Regions from separate parts of the Ornithorhynchus anatinus genome. Here region 1 is linked to region 2. The links are chromatin contacts, called in public Hi-C maps. All regions are on one chromosome and are shown on one strand. The core of a region is the stretch at or near the end of the contact, and the rest is flanking DNA. Distances in the headings are between cores, read along the strand shown. Region 1 has its middle 22 kb from the start of NF1. Region 2 overlaps WSB1 (WD repeat and SOCS box-containing protein 1).

Evidence for each region. Hi-C and Micro-C count contacts between places; a contact is called where the count stands out from the background.
Region 1: a Hi-C map of fibroblasts shows a contact between it and region 2, with 5 times the contacts expected there. The contact joins two enhancer-like sites. A contact is called at or near these places in 2 of 2 Hi-C or Micro-C datasets (fibroblasts and liver).

Annotation. Positions count from the first base shown.
Region 1 is chr17:10,151,007-10,156,876 of mOrnAna1.pri.v4, forward strand. No RefSeq gene overlaps it. Among named protein-coding and RNA genes, the nearest start is that of NF1, 22 kb to the right of the region's middle. Within about 2 kb of position 3,450, the one cell type or tissue checked has an H3K27ac peak away from gene starts, as active enhancers do. A contact at or near this core is called in fibroblasts, where this site is marked.
Region 2 is chr17:10,111,627-10,117,428 of mOrnAna1.pri.v4, forward strand. It overlaps WSB1 (WD repeat and SOCS box-containing protein 1), which reads right to left. Exons shown (of 9, transcript XM_001506620.4): 2 at 1,975-2,143; 3 at 1,158-1,420. Among named protein-coding and RNA genes, the nearest start is that of WSB1, 5.5 kb to the right of the region's middle. Within about 2 kb of position 3,670, the one cell type or tissue checked has an H3K27ac peak away from gene starts, as active enhancers do. A contact at or near this core is called in fibroblasts, where this site is marked.

The DNA of each region.
Region 1 (5,870 bases), core at 2,200-4,699, 39 kb after region 2:
TCCTCTGTTAGGTTGATTTGTCCCTCTAGACTGTAAGCCCCTTGTGGGCAGGGATCGTTTCTACCCACTCTATTGTACTGTACTCTCCTGTTTTAGTACAGTGCTCTGCACACGGTAAGCACTCAATAAATACCATTGATTGATTGATTGCGTCTCACTAAGGAAAGGTCTTTTCAACCTTGCAGCTTCACTGGCCTGACGGGAGGGGAAATTTGTGCCCGATGGCAGGAGAGGCATGGAACCCTCTAATTTCAGCCCCCTGAGGCAGCTCCAAACCTACACGAAATGCGCAGTCCCGGTCCCGGTGCTGTGTATCGTGGAATATTTAGTTCAGGATACCCGGGAGAAACACTCTAGGCTCGGATGGAGTTGGTTGGAATCGGGGGGACTTCTGGAAAATGGCACCAATATGATGTTATCCCATAATCCTACACATTGGCATAACTCACGTGGGGTCACATGTATCTCAGGGGTCCTGTATTTTTTAATTCCGTCACTGGCCCTCAGACTCTCACCTGCCTTGGTCTTGTATCCTTTTAGTGTCTGGCCTGCCTCGTTCTTGGTACATGGTGACACGGCTACCAGCAGTTATTATCTGTGGGTATGAGTGGAAAGAAAGGACCGATAGGGGACTACTTTCTGGCAGGTGAACACCACTAGCTTTGAATATTGGGCCAGACTGCCTCCAGGGATATTTGCCTCTGTTCCCATTTCTTCCCCGTTCCCCTGGCCATCCTACACTTTTGCCCCCAAATACTCACCGCACCTCTGACCCGGACCTCTGGGAGTGCATAGATTCAGGATCTACCTGGTTCTTCTTTTTGACAGAGAGGCCAGAGGCCGGCTCTCCACAAACCTGCCAGGGCCATGGACCAGGCCTGTCCCATTGCTCCAAGCCCTCTGTTTGTTTTTTCTCCCATTTATCTTTCGGTGGACTGGAAATTGTCCAGCCAGCATGCTTCTGTTTGTTCTGTGAGGTAAAACATCACGTCACGATGTTGCGCTGGCATTTCCCGGGGTCCTTGCCTCCCGGGGCCTACGTCAAAGAACGGCCCGGTCCCAACCTGGGGCAGGGTTCAGTGTCGTGAGAGAGCTGGGTCCAAAGGGAATCTCATGGAGACAGCCTTCCCTCGTTAGACCCTTTAAAATTCCCACTGATAAAGATGAAGAAATACTTCACCAACAGGACCCAGAAAAGCAGGTTGGGGTGGGGTTGGACTTCCCCACAGGGTTCTGAGACATTTATCCAGTGGCCTATAAGGGGCAACTCAAGGGTGGAGGGGCAGAGTTGTTGATCTTTAAACTCCAATTCTGTCCTGCCTAGGTGACATCTCATCTAGGGTGCTACCAATCTCTGGGTGACCCAACCCCAGAAGTAATAATGTTGGTATTTGTTAAGCACTTACTGTGTGCAGAGCACTGTTCTAAGCACTGGGGTAGATACAGGGTAATCAGGTTGTCCCATGTGAGGCTCACAGTTAATCCCCATTTTACAGATGAGGTAACTGAGGCACAGAGAAGTTGAATGACTTGCCCACAGTCGCACAGCTGACAAGTGGAAGAGCCGGGAGTCGAACTCATGACCTCTGACTCCGAAGCCTGGGCTCTTTCCACTGAGCCACGCTGCTTCTCTCTGCTGGTAATTCCAGCCGATGGGCTGGCTTTGTATCAATTAGCCTAGTCCCTAGTGGAAGCGGGGCTGGGCACGGCAGCTAATATGAGGCACCTTCAGCCAGATTTCATTCAGTCAGTTGTAGTCAATTGTATTTATTGAGCTCTTACTGCGTGCAGAACACTGTACTAAGCGCTTGAGAGGGTACAATATAACAATAAACACACACATTCCCTGCCCATCATGAGCTTACAGCCTAAAGGGAGAGACTCCGCATAGAGTAAGGATTCCATAAATACGACTGACTAATTTGTCAGGGTGTGAAGAGGCTAAATCTGATGAAAAACCCACTTCCTCTAAACAGGCTTAGTACTCATTTAGACTGAAACCTGGGTTCTCTAAAAATCCGGCCAGAGTGGCCAAGGGCCCTTTCCTGTCCCCCACTTTCCTCCACCGTCCTCGCTTTAGTGCCGTGGGTCTCCCTGGTCTCCGCTGGTGATGGATATCTGGTCAATGAATATGCAGTGAGGGAACCTGAAAAATCAACCAGGCTATCATATTTATTGAGCACAAATTTTTTTTATGGAATTTGTTAAGTGCTTACTAAGTTCTAACTTACTGAGCGCTGGGGTAGATACAAGATAATTAGGTCAGACGCAGTCCCCGTCCCATGTCGGGTTCACAGCCTTCAGAGCACTGCAGTAAGCGTTTGGGAGAGTATAATATAACAGAGTTGGTAGACACGTTCCCTGACCACAGTGAGCTTACAGTCTAGAAGGGATGTCACTGCTCCCATGCTGCGTGATGTTGAGCAATTGCCTCTGCTGCCCTGTGTTTGAGGAGCCCATGAACACAGCAGGAAAAACAACCCCAGCCGGTCTGATCAGTGTAGTTTTCAGTAAGCGCTCAATAAATGCCACTGAATGAACGAGTGAATGCCTAGATCATGTCAGACGTGTTTTACATTAATATTACAAGGTGTTAATTTGTTAATGATACAGTACACCCTTCCTTTTCCAGTTTGTGTCCTTCCCCTGGGTTGTCCAGGGCAAGTCTCTCCTGACACCTTTCCTGAGAAGCAGCGTAGCCTAATGGAAAGAGCACAGGCCTGGGAGTTAGGAGACCTGGTTCCTAATCCTGCCTTCTGTGTGACTTTGGGCAAGTCGCTGAACTTCTTGGTGTTTCAGTTTCCACATCTTTGAAGTGTGGATTAAATAATTATGGTTTTTGTCAAGTGCTTCTCTGTGCCAAGCACTTATTAAACCCTTGGGAAAATACATAGTGTTAGCTCCTGAACCGATCTGTTATTATTATTAATATTTTACTCATAATAATAATAATAGTACTTGTTAAGAACTTACCGTGTGCCAAGCACTGTTCTAAGTGCTGGAGTAGATACACGTTAATCAGGTAGGACACAGTCCCTGTCCCACAAGGGGCTCACACTCTTAATCTCCATTTTACAGATGAAGTAACCAAGGCCCAGAGGAATTAAGTGACTTGTCCAGGGTCACACAGCAGAAATGTGTGGAGCCAGGATTAGAGCCTTCTGACCCGCAGGCCCATGCTAGTGGCTCAGTGGCAAGAGCACGGGCTTGGGAATCAGAGGTCATGGGTTCTAATCCCGGCTCCTCCACTTGTCAGCTATGTGACTTTGACAAGTCACTTTACCTCTCGGTGCCTCAGTTACTTCATCTGTAAAATGGGGATTAAGACTGTGAGCCTCATGTGGGACAACCTAATTACCTTGTGCCTACCCCAGTGCTTAGAACAGTGCTCTGCACATAGTAAGCGCTTAACAAATACCAACATTACTATTATTATTCACTAAACCAGGTTGCTTCTGTTTCATTTCCTCGAACGTGCCCAAAAGATTTTAGATTAAACATGTTTTCCTCTTCCCACTTGGACTGTGAGCCTCAAATATGGCAATAGCTATGTCTGATCTGATGGTATCTACCCCAGCACCGGTAGAGTGCTTGACACATGGTAAGTATTTAGCAAAGACTATTGCTATTATCTTTCATAGTCTGGGAAGGGATTAGATCTCTTCACCATCCTCCTTTTCCTCCTCCTGCTTCCCAGCTCCCTCCTTTCTCTCCCCACTTCTCTCTCCCCCTCTCTCTCCCTCTCCGCCCCACAAACACAAACACGCACACAACATTTATCCTTGGACTTGCTATTTCTCAATCTCACTTCCTCTGTTGCAATTTCCCTGGACATGTGACATGTTCGGTTACTCCTATCCTGTCACAGAGTGGATTTTTCTGGACTCCAGAGATGTGTGGAACAGTATCATCCCTTTCCTCCAACTCTTCTAAAGGAACTGGCAAACTAGATTAGGAGACAGACTAGCCTGTTCCAGTTTATTCTTACCAGACATAAAGGGGAAAAGTTGCCTGGAATTCGATCCTTCCCCGCGGCATTGTTAGTAAGCGCTGGTGTAGAAGGAAGCAGGCAGGTCTAAAGGTCTTTGTAGTTTTGCAGGAAGTGCTTTACTGTTTCTGCGTTCAGTCCTCAAGAACCTCCACAGGTTGTCCATCCACCTCCTCATCAAACTCAAACTTCTTACTGTCCGCTTTAAAGCATTAAATCACCTTACGCCCTCCTACCTCACCTCACTACTCTCCTACTACAACCGAACCTTGCGAACCTCACTCCTCTAATGCCAACCTACTCACTGTACCTTAATTTCATCGATCTCATCACCAGCCTCTCGCCTACATCCTCCCTCTGTCCTGGAACACCCTCCCTCTTCATATCTGACAGTTACTCTCCCACCTTCAAAGCCTTACTGAAGGCACATCTCCTCCAAGAGGCCTTCCCTGACTAAGCCCTCATTTTCTCTTTTCCCACTCCCTTCTGCTTCACCTCTGTCTTGCTCCCTTTATTCACCACTCCCACCCCCACAGCACGTATTTACATATCCATAATTTATTTATATTATGTTAGCTCATCTGGGCAGGGAATATGTCTGTTATATTGTTTGGCCTTTTCCAGGGAGGAACCTGAGGCAACTAAAGTTCAGTCAATAAAGTTTTATAGTTAACGTCACTGCACCCCACCCTGCCTAGTCTCTGCCTCCATTTTCCAGTGTATCTGAGCAGTTTCAGATCCTCCCGCATGTTATAAGCATTAAGTCCCCGAAGCTCTTTTCTGAGGAGAGTACAGGAAATCCATCTGAGCTCTGGATCCTAAAGCAAACATAATAATAATAATAATTGTAGTATCTGTGGAGCTTTTACTATGTGCCAAGCATTGTACTAAGCACTGGGGTGAATACAGACAAGCAAATTGGCTTGGACATGCTCCCTGTCCCATGTGAGTCTTAATCCCCATTTTGCAGATGAGGGACCTGAGGCACAGAGAAGTTAAGTGACTTGCCCAAGGTCACACAGCAGACAAGTGGCGATAAATAAAAATGAAAATGGCAATCAATTGTATTTATTGAGCACTTACTGTTTGCAGAGCACTTTACTAAGCTCTTGGGAGAGTACAATATAAGCAAGTCTGTAGACATGTTCCCTGCTCACATTGCGCTGATATAGAAGGGGACACAGACATTAATATAAATTAATACATTATCGTTATGTCCATAAGTGCAGTGGGGCCGAGGGTGGGGTGAATAAAACGTGCAAATACCATCTGGGTTCGGAGATTTTGATTTTCTGCATGTTCAGAGTAGTTAGGGCAGTTAGTAAATATTGATCTGAAGCCTGCTTGATGAAGGGACTCATCTTGGGCCAGTGGTCTAACCTGATAAGGAAATGGCAGCCCAGAGACCTCAAGTGATTTGACCAAGGTCATACGGCAAGAGCTCAGTTCAGTGTTCTGCATACAGTCATCGCTTAATAAATACTATTACTGTTAAGTGCAGTTCCGGGATTAGAATCCAGGTCTCCTGACTCCCAGGCCAGTGCTCTTTTACCAGGCAATACTATTTCAGTTATCGTGATTATATCAGAGCATTTCATAAGTATGCAGAGTTTTCAGGGAAAAATGGGGCAACTGGACTGCCTCAAGTCAATTTAGAGACCCATCTGAGGAATTCAGTTCCTCTTGGAGGAATGTCGTCAGGCTGGTGGGTTCAGTTCTCCGAAATGAGGAGCACTGTGGGGTAGAACCATGTGACTTAGATGACATAATCTGCGACCAACTCCTGTGGAGAAATCCAGGATTAAGAGTTAGTGAGGGTGTGCAGATCCCCAGATCTGTAACCAGAACTCTTTGCTGGGGTGGTTGTGAAGCCTAATCAAGG
Region 2 (5,802 bases), core at 2,420-4,919:
GATCTTAAACAAAATACTTCAAATTATCAATCCTGTAAAAAGAGGAAGAAGGGGAAGAAGATTGTTTAGTGATTTTAATCACTGAGTGAAAGCTTCTATGATCCCTACATGAAAATCCAGGAAAAATTAGTGTTTTATTTAGAGGGTTAATTGTTTGGGTTCAAGAGGAAAAAAATAAAATCCATGAGATTTAATTCTAAAATTTTCTTCTTTCTCTGGTAAGCTCTGGGATCACTAAAAGTTCAGGGATCCTTGAGGAGTTGGCCATTTAATCATATTCCTGGGTCAAGATGATTTAACTTTTGTATATAAAAAAATTACACCAGACATCCATTTCAGAAAATTGCCTGGGATGCAATTTTGGAAAAAAAAAATACAGTAAAGTTTTCCTTATCCAGAACTCCTCCTCTATGCTGTGAGCTCATTGTGGGCAGAGAATGTGTCTATTATTACACTCTCCTCTCCCAAGTGGTTAGTACAGTGCTCTGCACATAGTAAGTGCTCAGTAAATACCATCAGCTTTTCAGAAAAAGAACTGCTTATTAATTTGATCACCCAGAGTGAGTAAAGTCGCAGTATCTCATTGAAGGAGTTAAAACTTTCAACCCTGCTGCCCCTTAAGCATTCCTGGGGTTAGGTAATGATTGATGAGGAGTTTGCCTTGAAACCTCAGGGTGATCCAATCATGAACAAGGACCACATGAAAACACCTTTTTAAGCTGGGAAGATGAAGTGAATTACTATTTGGGCAATAATAATTAACTAGCAACTGGCGCACTTCCTCTCTCCCAAGGACTCTTTCCGTAAGCAATAGGCAAAGGGTATAGAGTTTTACCAAGTTAAAAAAAAAAGGGGGGGCAGACAAGTTGTAGTAGCTCAGGAAATAAAAAATAAACCTTTTTAAAAGTCCCAGGATGCCAAGCACAGGCTGACCGCTATATACTCCTTCCAGATCAAAAAAAAAACCCCAAAACCAACGTATTAAAGAGATCCCATTCTGTCTAATTCTGAAGAATTTTCTACTTTTAAGCAATGAACTCAAACACTCTGCTCTCAGTGACTACGTATATCACTTCACTTCGAAGGGGAAATGAGCGTGCCACAATTAATTAAGAAGTAGACCAAGACATCAAGAGCTTTCCAAGAGGATCCTATACCTGTGTACACATCCCATATCTTGATACGCCCATTGTTTAACCCTGTTGCGAGAAGGAGCTGATCCTGACCAAACTTGAATCGATGCCATTCTATATTCACGCAACGACTCTGTTTTTCAGGCACCGAAGACCCAAAGGCGAGACTCCAGACTATATCTCCACAGTCTATGATGTGCTCACAAGGCTTGTTCTTTTGACCACCGTCGCTATTTTGTCTGGAGAGTCTTGAATTGGTGACATTCTTGGTGGAGCCGGGCAACAAGCTGAAAAACAAGTTTAAATGATTTTTAAATGCTTATTAAAGACACCAATTAATCTGAAAATGGCACCAAGTAAAGGGAGGGTGGAAAAAATGCCAATGCCAGATTCCAAGGCTTCTTTTTAGCAAATTCACGCAGTCAATCATTCCCTCCGTGTACCGAGAGGTCCTAGACCTTCAAATAGCAGAGAGCTGACACGTCTACTTAAGCTTTCTTTTGTGACACTTGGGATAAAGCTGTTCATTCCCCCCCACAAAAAGCTGGTAACAAGCCACCAGCACAACAGGCTTCTTAGCCACCTGAATTTATCTGAGGAAATTTAGCTGTTTATAGGCCAATTTCTTCTAAGGGAGTGTTTAGTATTATGTTGGTCCAAATACCCCTGTGCAACATTTCTGATAACTGAGAATATACAGTGCGAAGACGAAAGCACCTTTCCATCTGACTTGAGAGCTGAGTCGTTGATCAATGCCTCACAGCACCCAAGAAGAAAGGTATATGAGCAAACCTGGGATTCTGCATGACTGACAAGGTTATAAGGAAAAGGGAAGTCTTACAAGTTCTTAAGGCACTGGGCCCACGGAACCAACTTCACAGTGCGATGTCCTTGTGACCAAGCAAAGTAAGACCCATCCGGAGCAAAGGCAACAGTCCAGTTTTCACGCCCAGACTTCTTGTCGAAAGGAGCTGCCGGGGCTAAAAGTTCTCCTATAGTCCGTGATCTCACTAAAATGAAAAATGAAAAATAAAGCAGCAAGAAATGCACATGAGTAGCCTGTAACTTAAACGGCCTCCAAAGTCTTTAACATTTTTCTAAAGCACTACCACTAACTTCAATTCTCTTCCTGAACACCCCCATCCTCCCACCCTAAGAAAAAAGCACCCCAATTTTGAAGTAACCTCTCCTTTGCCTTCTGGGGGGGAGGGGCATGGAGAATGCAAAGAAAAATATTTAAACTTATGCAGAAATCTTGATGTTTAAATCCAACTATAATGATTAAGAGCACCAAAAAATGCCTAATGCCTGACTTCAAGTTACCCTCTATCACAAAGTAAAACAAAGGGTTAGCTGAAAGTGGTTTCTTTAGAAATTAAGGGCCAATCAATGTCCCTGAGGCTGGTGGGTGTGAACTCTCAGAGTGATTATCAGTGAACTGACAAGATCAGAGGTATGAGGTATTTACAGTTTTGCGGGGGGGGGGGGGGGGGGGTCATCAAGTTTAAACCGATTTTTAATCAGTGATATTTATCAAGTGTTTACTGTGTGCAGAGCACCATATTTCTAATCTGTTTAGAATACTAGCATGAGAGAGTCCAAACTGAGATCATCATCTTTTTAACCTATTCCTAACTTTATCCCTATTAAACTGAGGGCAGTCATCTTTTGGCAAGACTGGCCAGCCTTCAAAATTCCAGGGCAGGAACCCAGGAGAAATGAGTTTATTGGAACTGGGGATGACAGGACCATCGATAGTTTTCCCCTGACAAACTGTAGGTCAAATTTATTTTTCAAAGCAGCTTTCCTATTGAAACAGAAGAAAACCATAAGCTCCCAATTACAAGACCTATGAAAATAAAGACAGGGGCCAGTAATAACCACGCCCATTCCTTCATTTGGCCATAAAACGAAGGAGGAATCTTGAGTCTATACCGAGGAATTTTTTTTATATGTCAGCATAAAGAGAAGACTGCATCACAAGCACTTGACAAACAACATGGGAAAAGAGGTTTCAAAGAAAGGATCAAGCCCATTTTCACGATCAAAGGACAAATCCAAATCTTGTCTAAAGTGAAGGCTCAATGAAAAAAATAAACTCATTGTTTTCAGGCACTAGATAGGAATAAGAGATACAGCTAGTTACTTTTTACAGCAATAAAGGCAATGTTCGTGCATTAAAAAAACCCAGGTGACTTCAAAGCACCCAAGAGACACATTATTGATCACCTCTTGGCAAGCCTGAATCGTGTCTCTTACTCCTAAATGCTATAACTGCTTTGCTTTATGGAAGACTCTCCATGAGACCAGCCCATCATCAGGACTCAACTAGATAAACCTCCGGGTAGAGAAATAGAAAATACCTAGAGTGTACTATCAGAATGTGTCACATCTCTGCCGTCTCTGAGTCACCCCTGGGTAAGGCAACCAGTGTTTAGCTTTTTCTATTTCTTCCTCCCGTTCCCTTCGTCCATTTTTTCAACTTGCAGAAACACTGCCCTGAAAGAGAGGGCAGTAGCCCAGGGCTGTCTCCGGCTCTCCTACGTGCTCTCTGGAAATTCCTCTGCTGCCATTGTGTACCGACTTGCCTCTAAGCAGTGTGTACATGAGAAACCCGACACATGCAATGGCAGCAATCGCCCATCCTCACAAAGGGAAGGCGAGGAAGGAATTCTTCATCGATGATAAGACTGGGGCCCATAGAAACCGGCATTTATGTTCCTTCCAGAAGTGAAGGGCTTGTGGTTAGCCAGAAATCAAAGAAAAATGCTTCAGGATCCTCCCGCTGCATTTTTGTTCGGCCCAGAAATTCCTGATAATCACACCCCTCTTTTATCATGACTGCAATTTAAACATCTGATCTCAGTACAAGCTTTATATATATAAACCCTATATTTGCAGGAGATCTTAATTGGGCGGAATTACTAAAACTGGATAAGATCGGGTCAGAATTCGAAGTGACTGTGGCAGTTTAAAGAAATCGTCTATCAAATACAGGAAAAAGTTCAATGGGGAAGAAACCAAAAAAACCCAAATCTGAAAGACAAGATGAGGGACACGCTGAGCTTCCTGGGCAAAACAAGAGGTCATAACAGCCTGAAAAGTGAACGAATATTCTGGAATGTGTGACGTTGCTGGGGAATAATATCTTCACTCTACTTGGCATTGGCCAAGGTCTTATGTGTCCAGTTCTGGTTCCCACATCTTACAGTAGATGTTGGAGAGATCAGAGTAATGCTACAGATATGATTTAAAGGATGGAAAAAAGGAAGAAAGCTTGCCCAGGCTGAAATGTAAACCCTCATGTCCATGAAGACTTATTCTTAGTTTTCTGAGGATTTCAACAAGTTTGTTTGGAAACAAAGGGGAATTTTTTGACTCTAAAGCAAAGGAATAAATTTCCAAGGGAGGCAGACCTCTAGACTATAATCTCACTGTGGGCAGGGAAGGTGCTCTCCCAAGCACTTAGTACAGTGCTCTGCAGTCAGTGAGTGCTCAATAAATATCACTGATTGACTGAGGCTGGAGAGTCTCCATTCTTGCTGAGAACTGCCTACCACTTTCCTTAGATAGGGAAGGGGTGAGAGAAAAAGAAGGGGCCAGATAACCTTTTGGGGGTGTACTGTAGCCCTGTGAGTCTACAATTTTAGGCCCAAAGTCACCTCTAGTACTCTATTATAAGATTAAACTATTTTAAAATAAAGGTAATGCTGCATAGATAAAGGTCCCTGGCCTCACCAGTGGATAAATCCTTTATTCCCAAATCCCATATGATTTTTTTTTAAAGAAGCATAGATTCTAGAACTGTTTCCAGACCCGAGTTTGCCCCTTCACCCACTCCCCTCTAGGCAAAATGTTCAACGTCCACTTTCCCAAGATTTTTCTCTCTGCACTGGATGGGGATACTCTGTGGTTGAGGAGAAATTAAATAGGAAAAAAATATAATCCTGAAAACTTCAACTGATTTGGATCTCTGGACCAGCACCTTTGCTTATCGATCCATTTTGCCCCCAACCTCTTTACCAATTAATGTACTGGTTGTAAAAAGGTTACTTGGCAGGCATACTCTGATATGGGTATTTTAGTCCCGATCCCTGGTTCCCTCTAGACTGTAAACTCTTTGTGGGCAGGGAATGTGTCTGTTCATTTTTGCACTGTACTCTCCCAAACGCTTATTACAGTGCTCTGCACACAGTAAGCGCTCAATAAATACAACTGAGTGACTCAGTCGAGAGCCAAGTTGCGAAGCACCTTTGGGCAGTCATCTTTTCTCTGCTCCGGTTTGAATGGCCCTAACGCCAGCGATCCATCAGTGGTATTTATTGGGCGCTTTCTGTGCACGGGACACCGTACTAAGCACTTCCGTGCTTTACACACAGTAAGTGCTCCGCCCCTTGTCTGCTGCGTGACCTTGGGCCAGTCGTTTCACTTCTGTGCCTCAGCGACCTCAACTGCAAAATGGGGACTGAGCCTGTGAGGCCCCCCATGGGACAGGGACTGGGTCCAACCCGATTTGCTTGTAACCACCCCGGCGCCTAGTACACTGCCTGGTACACAGTCAGCGCTTAACAAATACCATCACCATTATTATCACGTGCTACGCTCTCAGGAGAGCACAATAGGGTGGAAAGACACGTTCCACGACCTTAAGGAACTTCAAAAGCCTTAC